Regions from separate parts of the Hordeum vulgare genome. Here region 2 is linked to region 1. A link is a contact called in public Hi-C data. All regions are on one chromosome and are shown on one strand. The core of a region is the stretch at or near the end of the contact, and the rest is flanking DNA. Distances in the headings are between cores, read along the strand shown.

What was found. Hi-C and Micro-C count contacts between places; a contact is called where the count stands out from the background.
Region 2: a contact with region 1 is called in a Hi-C map of seedling, with 3 times the contacts expected there. The contact joins the promoter of LOC123443581 here to the enhancer-like site in region 1. A contact is called at or near these places in 2 of 6 Hi-C or Micro-C datasets (leaf and seedling).

What each region holds. Positions count from the first base shown.
Region 1 is chr3H:231,832,304-231,835,713 of MorexV3_pseudomolecules_assembly, reverse strand. No RefSeq gene overlaps it. Among protein-coding and RNA genes, the nearest start is that of LOC123443661, 33 kb to the left of the region's middle. Within about 2 kb of position 1,898, at least 3 of the 3 cell types and tissues checked have open chromatin away from gene starts, as enhancers often do. A contact at or near this core is called in leaf and seedling, where this site is marked.
Region 2 is chr3H:231,903,449-231,907,384 of MorexV3_pseudomolecules_assembly, reverse strand. LOC123443581 (pto-interacting protein 1-like) reads right to left here and starts at 1,661. Exons shown (of 8, transcript XM_045120007.1): 1 at 1,476-1,661; 2 at 869-959. The coding sequence starts at 953.

The DNA.
Region 1 (3,410 bases), core at 649-3,148:
TCCAAGAAGCTAAGTGGTGCCTCACAGCTCAGTCATTGTGGTGTAAAGCTCCGGGAAAGCGTCCGAGTCTCCAATTAAGTTGTGGAGATTGCCCCGAGCATTTGAGGTCACCTAGAAGACATATGCCATTGTGGTGAAGCTTATGGTGTCATTACGAGCCTCCAATTAAGTTGTGCATATTGCCCCAACCTTGTTTGTACGGGTTCAGTGACCACCCTCAAGGGTCCCTTAGTGGAATCACGGCATTTTGCATTGTGCGAGGGCGTGAGGAGCTTACGATGGCCTTAGTAGCATCTTGGGAGCATTGTGCCTCCATACCGCTCCAAATATAGATTAGCATCCACAAGGGTGTGAACTTCGGGATACATCATCGTCTCTACGCGTCTCGGTTATCTCTTACCCGAGCCCTTTACTTATGCACTTTACTTTTTGATAGCCATATTGTTTCTTGTTATATATCTTGCTATCACTTAGTTGTTTATCTTGCTTAACATAAGTTGTTGGTGCACATAGGTGAGCCTTGTTGTTTCAGGTTTTGTTCTTGATAAATTAAACGTTAGTTTTATTCTGCATTTGTTCAAGCCTAAACCGTAATTATTTTAAAGCGCCTATTCACCCGTCCTCTAGGTGACACCCACATCCTTTAAACTGCTACATTTTCAGCTCATCCACTATCGCATCACGATCTGGTTCTCTTCCTTCTCCAAAGAAATCACCTTGCACATCAACACAAAAAACAACACAAACGGCAAGATTATGACCAAGAGTATGCATTTTCATCTTATGCTTCCAACTAGCAAAGTTAGTACTATCGAAACATGGACCTCTACGGTGGTAATTTCCCTCACTAGACACCATACTCTCCTAGGTTATGAAACCAATGCAATGGATACCGAAGCTATGATACCACTTGTGGGATAGAAAGTATGTCTAGAGAGGGAAGGGGTGATTAGATTACTTGACAAGATAAAAACTTAGCTTTTTCCCAATTTTAGTTGTGGGCTAGTTCTGACAACTATGACTAGTCAAGTTCACCCTACACATGCACATCTAAGAGTATAGCAACGGAAAGTAAAGACATGCAAATGTAATGTAGAGGGTAAGGTAGGAAGATCAAACACAAAGATTGACACGGTGATTTTTGGCATGGTTCCGATAGGTGGTGCTATCGTATGTCAATGTTAGTGGAGACTTCAACCCACGAAGGGTAACAGATGCGAGAGTCCACGGAGGGCTCCGCCCATAAGGGGTCCACGAAGAAGCGGCCTTGTCTATTCCATCACGACTTCCGTCCACACAGGACTAGCCTCACTCATGACAGATCATCATGAAGTAGGCGATCTCCTTGCCCTTACATACTTCTTGGTTCAACTCCACAACATGAAGTAGGAGGCTCCGAAGCGACACCTAACCAATCAAGAAGGCACCACCCTCGAAAAGTTAATGAATATGGTAGAACGATGAACTCCTTGCTCTTGTGCTTCAAAAGATAGTCTACTCACCCTTGGCCGCACCCCGCAACACGCCTTCGCTCTTCACCCTACACCGCGCCAGCCACTGCTGGCGGCCACTCCGGCCCCGGCATCCACCACTCCGGCCCGGCTCCCCCGCGCCATGGCCTCCCCGTCCGCTTCTAGTGGGGGCCGTCCCCGCGAGCTACGCTAGCTCGACGAGAGCCCGCCGCCGTCGGATAGTCCACCCAGATCCTACCACGAAGCCCTGTGCCACGAGTCTAGGGACTCCCCTGCACTGACGATGGTTGTCGCTACCAGGAGGATTCCCCGCTTCGAGATCCATCGTGTGCCTCCAACGAAGGACCTTGCGCTGGACCGCAACGAGGCCCCCTCAGAGGTCCCCCGGGGCCGCTTTGAGCGACAACGCCGGTCTCCCCACCCGCGCCGTTAGAGAGCCACTCGGCACACCAAGCAGCACCTCCACACCACCCCCGCCTCGCCCTCGTGCTAGTCCCAGCGATAGTGTTTGTTTCAAGTGCCTGTACCCGGGGCACCCGCGTTCGGAGTGTCGCCGTGACTGGCGTTGTCGCCGGTACGGCTACTATGGCCACATCACCCGGGCCTGCACCCAGCCCCGCCCCCGCCCGGCTGCTGTTGCTCCTCTGGCTAAGTGCCTGCACCCGTGTTCGCCGGAGTCCTCGACCTGTAGTGTAGCGCGGCCATGCCACCCCGCCTCTCTTGGGTCGGCTTCCGGCTCCGGCGTTGTCGCCGAGCCCTCCGGCCCCAGCGCGCCTACGGTTGCCCGCGTGCCGCCTGCTGGCCTCCCAACCGGCCCTGCCTTCTTCGGCGCACCGCCCTCTGCCTCCCTTGGCCCCGAGCCGCTCTCAGGCCACCTAGCGCCCTGCCTGGCTGAAGCAGTTTGCTACCTCCCGTACATGGGGGAGATGTGTGACGTCGAGCTTGCCCTGCGGCGTGCGCTCGAGGTCACCGTTCTGGGCAACCGCACCCGCGTCACTGAAGCCGATGTGGCAGAGGCCATTGCGTCGCGCCACAGCCTGGATGCACGTGACTTCTCCGTGCATCTCTGCCCTAAGGACTTCCTGGTTCGTTTACACTACGAGTCGATTCACTCCCGTGTGGCCGCGGAGAACCTGCACACGCCCAGGTTCAGGCTCCGCTTCAGCCCTCGAGAAACCTCGCCGGTGCAGAACTCGTCATAGCGCGCATAAGAGTCTTCATCAAGATCGCTGGGATGCCTAACCATGCGTGGCACCGTTCTTCTGCCGAGACCCTTCTCGCTCCCTTCTGCAGGATCGAGGCGGTGGCGCTGGAGACGGCTAGAGGAAGGGACTTGTCCGTCTTTCTCCTCACGGCATGGACGACTAACCCCAATATTATCCCACACTCTTCCGAGCTACTGCTCCACGTCGACGACGGGGTGTCGCTGGATGTGTCCACCCGCTTCGCCCTCTCCTTGGCACGGTTTCTAGTCCCATCCACGTCGCCCAGGAGGAAGACTACCGCTTCCCACCATTGTCGCTTCCGCCGGCCAGGCCAGGCTCTGGTGATGGGGATGGGAATGCTTACGGAGGCGACGCCAACGCCTTCCCCCCCCCCCCCCCCCCCCCCGCTCCCGCCAAAGTGGCCTCGGTGCCACGAGTTTCCACCGCGTTCCGGTTTCGGCAGCGCCGCCGGAGCCGCCCATGGTGGCCGCCAGGGTCATGGTCGTCGTCATACCCTCTGGTGATGGGGATGGGAATGCTTACGGAGGCAACGGCAACGCCTTCCCCCCCCCCCCCCCCCTCCCGCCAAAGTGGCCTCGGTGCCACGAGTTTCCACCGCGTTCCGGTTTCGGCAGCGCCGCCGGAGCCGCCCATGGTGGCCGGCAGGGTCATGGTCGTCGTCATACCCTCTGGTGATGGGGATGGGAATGCTTACGGAGGCAACGCCAAACGC
Region 2 (3,936 bases), core at 412-2,911, 72 kb before region 1:
ACAGATGCAGTATTTGTTATGCTAAGGCCTTGAAGAAAATATTGTGCCCCCGTATAGAGGAAGAGAGATGAACACTATGTACAGAGAAGCACACGTCTTTCTTAAGGGAACGTGGCAAGACCCTATAGCACTAAGACAAGGAAACCACTCAGCCGATGCCACAACCGTTCAAATGTTCCACATGGTATCGGCTAAGGGTATCTCAAACGCGGATCACCAAAACGACCGCAAATGTCCGAATCAGGCTGTTCGGACACTTTTAGCCATCCAGTGCGGATGACCAAATGGGACCAGACCTGTCCGGATGTCCAAAATCTCACAGACATCGGGGAGCTCTGGGGGAGTCTGGACGTCTGCCACGTAGGACTCCGGCACGCTGTCCCATCCAAAAATCATCTCCGACCGCCCGGCTTAGAACCCGCTGTGCATTCATACCGATTGAAGGTAAATTTACAGGTACCAAGTCCAAAATTCAACACATTTTACAGCTAAAGCCTATCCTGAATCTGCTTCAACATGTCAGTTAGTGGATTTGTGTTGATAAATGTGATACATAATGTCAATATTTTCACAATTAACATGGTCAAAAGTGGAATTATTATTTTCTGGAGACAACAAAATAAACTAACTGGAAGCTGCTAATTGTATTTACTGTGCGAAAGAATTGTTTGCACATTTAGAGTTACATCATGCATCTGGCCATAGGATGATGAATAAGACAGTATTCCTCTCCATTGCTGAATTAACTCGACGCTTAACTATCAAATCTACAATCGAAGAACCAGATTGGATTCAAAGTGAGAATCAGTGCAAAGCAATCTTTGCGATCATAAGAAATATGTGATGAAGCAAAGAGAGAAGTAACAACCTGGGGCAGGGACCGGAACATAAGGATCATCGCGCTTCTTCTTCTTGCCAACATCACTGGCACCGCAGCATGAAAAGCACCCCATCGCTTCCTAAAATTCAACAAAAATGGATGTGCAAAATAGATTGCGTGAATCGGGCATTAGATCCTTCCAGCCAAGCAAAATATATTATTGCTTTCAGGACGGAGTTTCTTTCTTTCTTTACTCTTATCCGAGGGAAAAAAAAAAGAAAGAATAGAGAAATCACCATCAATCAATGGTGTAAATATGAACACTGGCGGCATTTGCGATGGGATGAATAATAATTATAATTATAATAACAAAGATGAATGATGAAACCCATAAACCGGGGACCCGTTCTTGGGGATTAGTATCTGTTTGCACCATTTCACGAACCGCGACGGTTATATCTCATTGTTTGTATTGGCCGGCCACATCATGGGTTGATCGCGCAAACAAAAATTGTCACATTCGAGAAAGGAAAAAAAAAAACAAATCTTGAATCAAAGGGCCGTGGTGCATGAGATAGTAAATAGGAAACAAAAGAATCCACCGGACCGGTACGAACACAGGAGCAAAAGAAGGAAGGAGCACAGAGGCGGGTACCTTTCCTTCCTCGTTTTCTTGATCTAATCGGAAGTCAGAAGCAACGCGAAGGGGGTGGAGAGGAGAGGAGACGGGACGAGGAACACGACGCGGTCTTCCTCGCCCTTCCCCTTCCCCCGTTGGTTGCTGCGTTGCCCCCCTCCTCTCTCTCTCTCTCTCTTCTTGCTTGTTGGTTTTTGTTTGATTTGTCCGGCCGTTTCCTTTTTATTACGCAATATATCCTCTCTCCTCTGACGGAGCCCCTTTCCACCACCACCAGCCAATTGGAAAACCCACCGCCCCCTGCTATTCTTGCCATCATCCATGTGCATGTTTATTTACATAACGCACATATGTTTTTTTTTTCTTTGATGGACACAGTATACATGATTTATACAGGCCCACTCGCTAGCTCGACCCCATCCGCATTATCAGACTGGTACGAGGGGTCACATCCATCGTATATTTTGATCGGATCAGGGATGGCGAGTCTCTTCTCATCCTCTTTCGAGAAATCGAATTTCGTTGGCGCCATCCACTTCCTCTACAACCCCTTGCTTTGAATGAGGTACCCTCCAAGGGCCTCGTATTGTCCTTCGTGCCTTGTCGGCATCATGACTCCGTATAATTGTATCATATAACAATCTTGATCTAATAGGATCCGAATCTCTAATAGCATACAGTAAAAATGATTAATACAATTGAGTACATTCAATATACTCGCAAGTTGCATAGAAATGATAACAAAATATCACATGCAATGCTATGCCAAAGTAATAGTTAAAGATTTATTTTTGTAAAACAAAATTTATATTGATCATATATACTCTTGAAATACTTCGTCGTCAACCATCATACAATATAAGTTTTTCTAGTCACAGAAACGTTTAAGCCTCACATAAAGCAGAGTTCTATTGGACAATTAATCTCTCATGCTACAATAGGAATAGGAATCTCCCTGACACTTAGTTTTTTACACAAGGTTTTTCATGGACGCTTAGTCTTGCTAACTATCACCAAGACAACATCGAGAATCACACAAAACATAAGGTTTCCTCTAAGAATCACAAGGACAACATAGGGTCCTCTAGGAATTATCTTATATGTCGTGGTTATCTCTATAGTCGCAAAGAAAACATAGGGTTTCTATAGGTCACAAAGAAGGAATCACATAGAGACACATGATCATGTGTGGATCACACAAAAGGGATTCTCTCAATAAGCCACATAAAAACATGGAGTCAACTATCTACATACAAGTGGAATGAAGACCTAGGTTTACCCATGAGTCACTTAGAAACACGAGCTTTACTACACTACCCACGAGTCACAGAAAAACATAGGCTCAAAACCCCACTTGTGAGTCACCCAAGAACACACAAGGTTGGTAATTTTGAAAACAAAGTGTTAGGGCATGTCTCTCACTAAGTGGTTTTCATGTTGATGACAATGAGTTTTGTGGACTTACAGTGTGCACTAAGCATTTCAGATATTCTTATATATGGCACAAGACGGTTTTATTCCACTCAGATACAAAAAGAGCAAAGACGGTTTTCCGACGTTTCTTTTCATATGATTTGAGTCATAGGAAACTCTGTATTACTAAGAAGGGGTCGACGATGGAATGTATGGGTGGAACCAACACGTACACAACCAAAATGCACCCACATACCCTTCCCCAACTTTGGACCAGTTCTTCTGTTGTGCTTTGGTCATGCTGGCAGTGGCCAAGCGGTAGTACCGTTGGTACCCACGGTAGTGCCGCTTATGTTGTACTTCTGCTGGTTGTACCATGACTACTACTGTTGGGATCCATGTTAGAGCAACTCTAGCAGACCCCGCATCCGTCCGGCTCGCAAAACGTGTTTGCAGTTCGTGAAAAAATGCTTTTGCGGGCCGGCGCGCACGATCGCGGATGCACACCCCGCATAACAGACCCGTAAAAAAGCATATTCGTGGAATATGCTTTTTCAGACCCCACGCGGGCTGAAATGTCCCTCCCACCAACCGCTTTTGCTTATAGGCAGGGCACCGCAGCGGCGAGGGGGAAACCCGCAAATACGCGGGTTGGGGCCGAGATTTTGCCGTGCCCCGCAAAAATATTTGCGGGCCGGGACGGGATGCGGGGTCTGATCGGGCAGGTTTTTTCACCCCGACCTGCATTTTGGCAATTATTTTCCGGGTCGGGGCGAGATGCGGGGTGTGCTAGAGTTGCTCTTAGGCTTCAAGTAATTCATGATAGTACCACTTGCATGTAATGCCCAGTATGCGGTCCTATCCTCGCGGAAACTTGAAAGTCTCAACGGGGATAGAAGCGCATATAGGATACACTTTAAGAAGGTGGATATCGTCACAAACACATGTACTGAGGAGAAGAGAATACAAGATATTGGATTACACTCGCCACAAGCTACAACATGAATATCTCAAAAAATTACAAAGCAATCATCATACAGAGAGCATGATCCAACTACGGATGAAA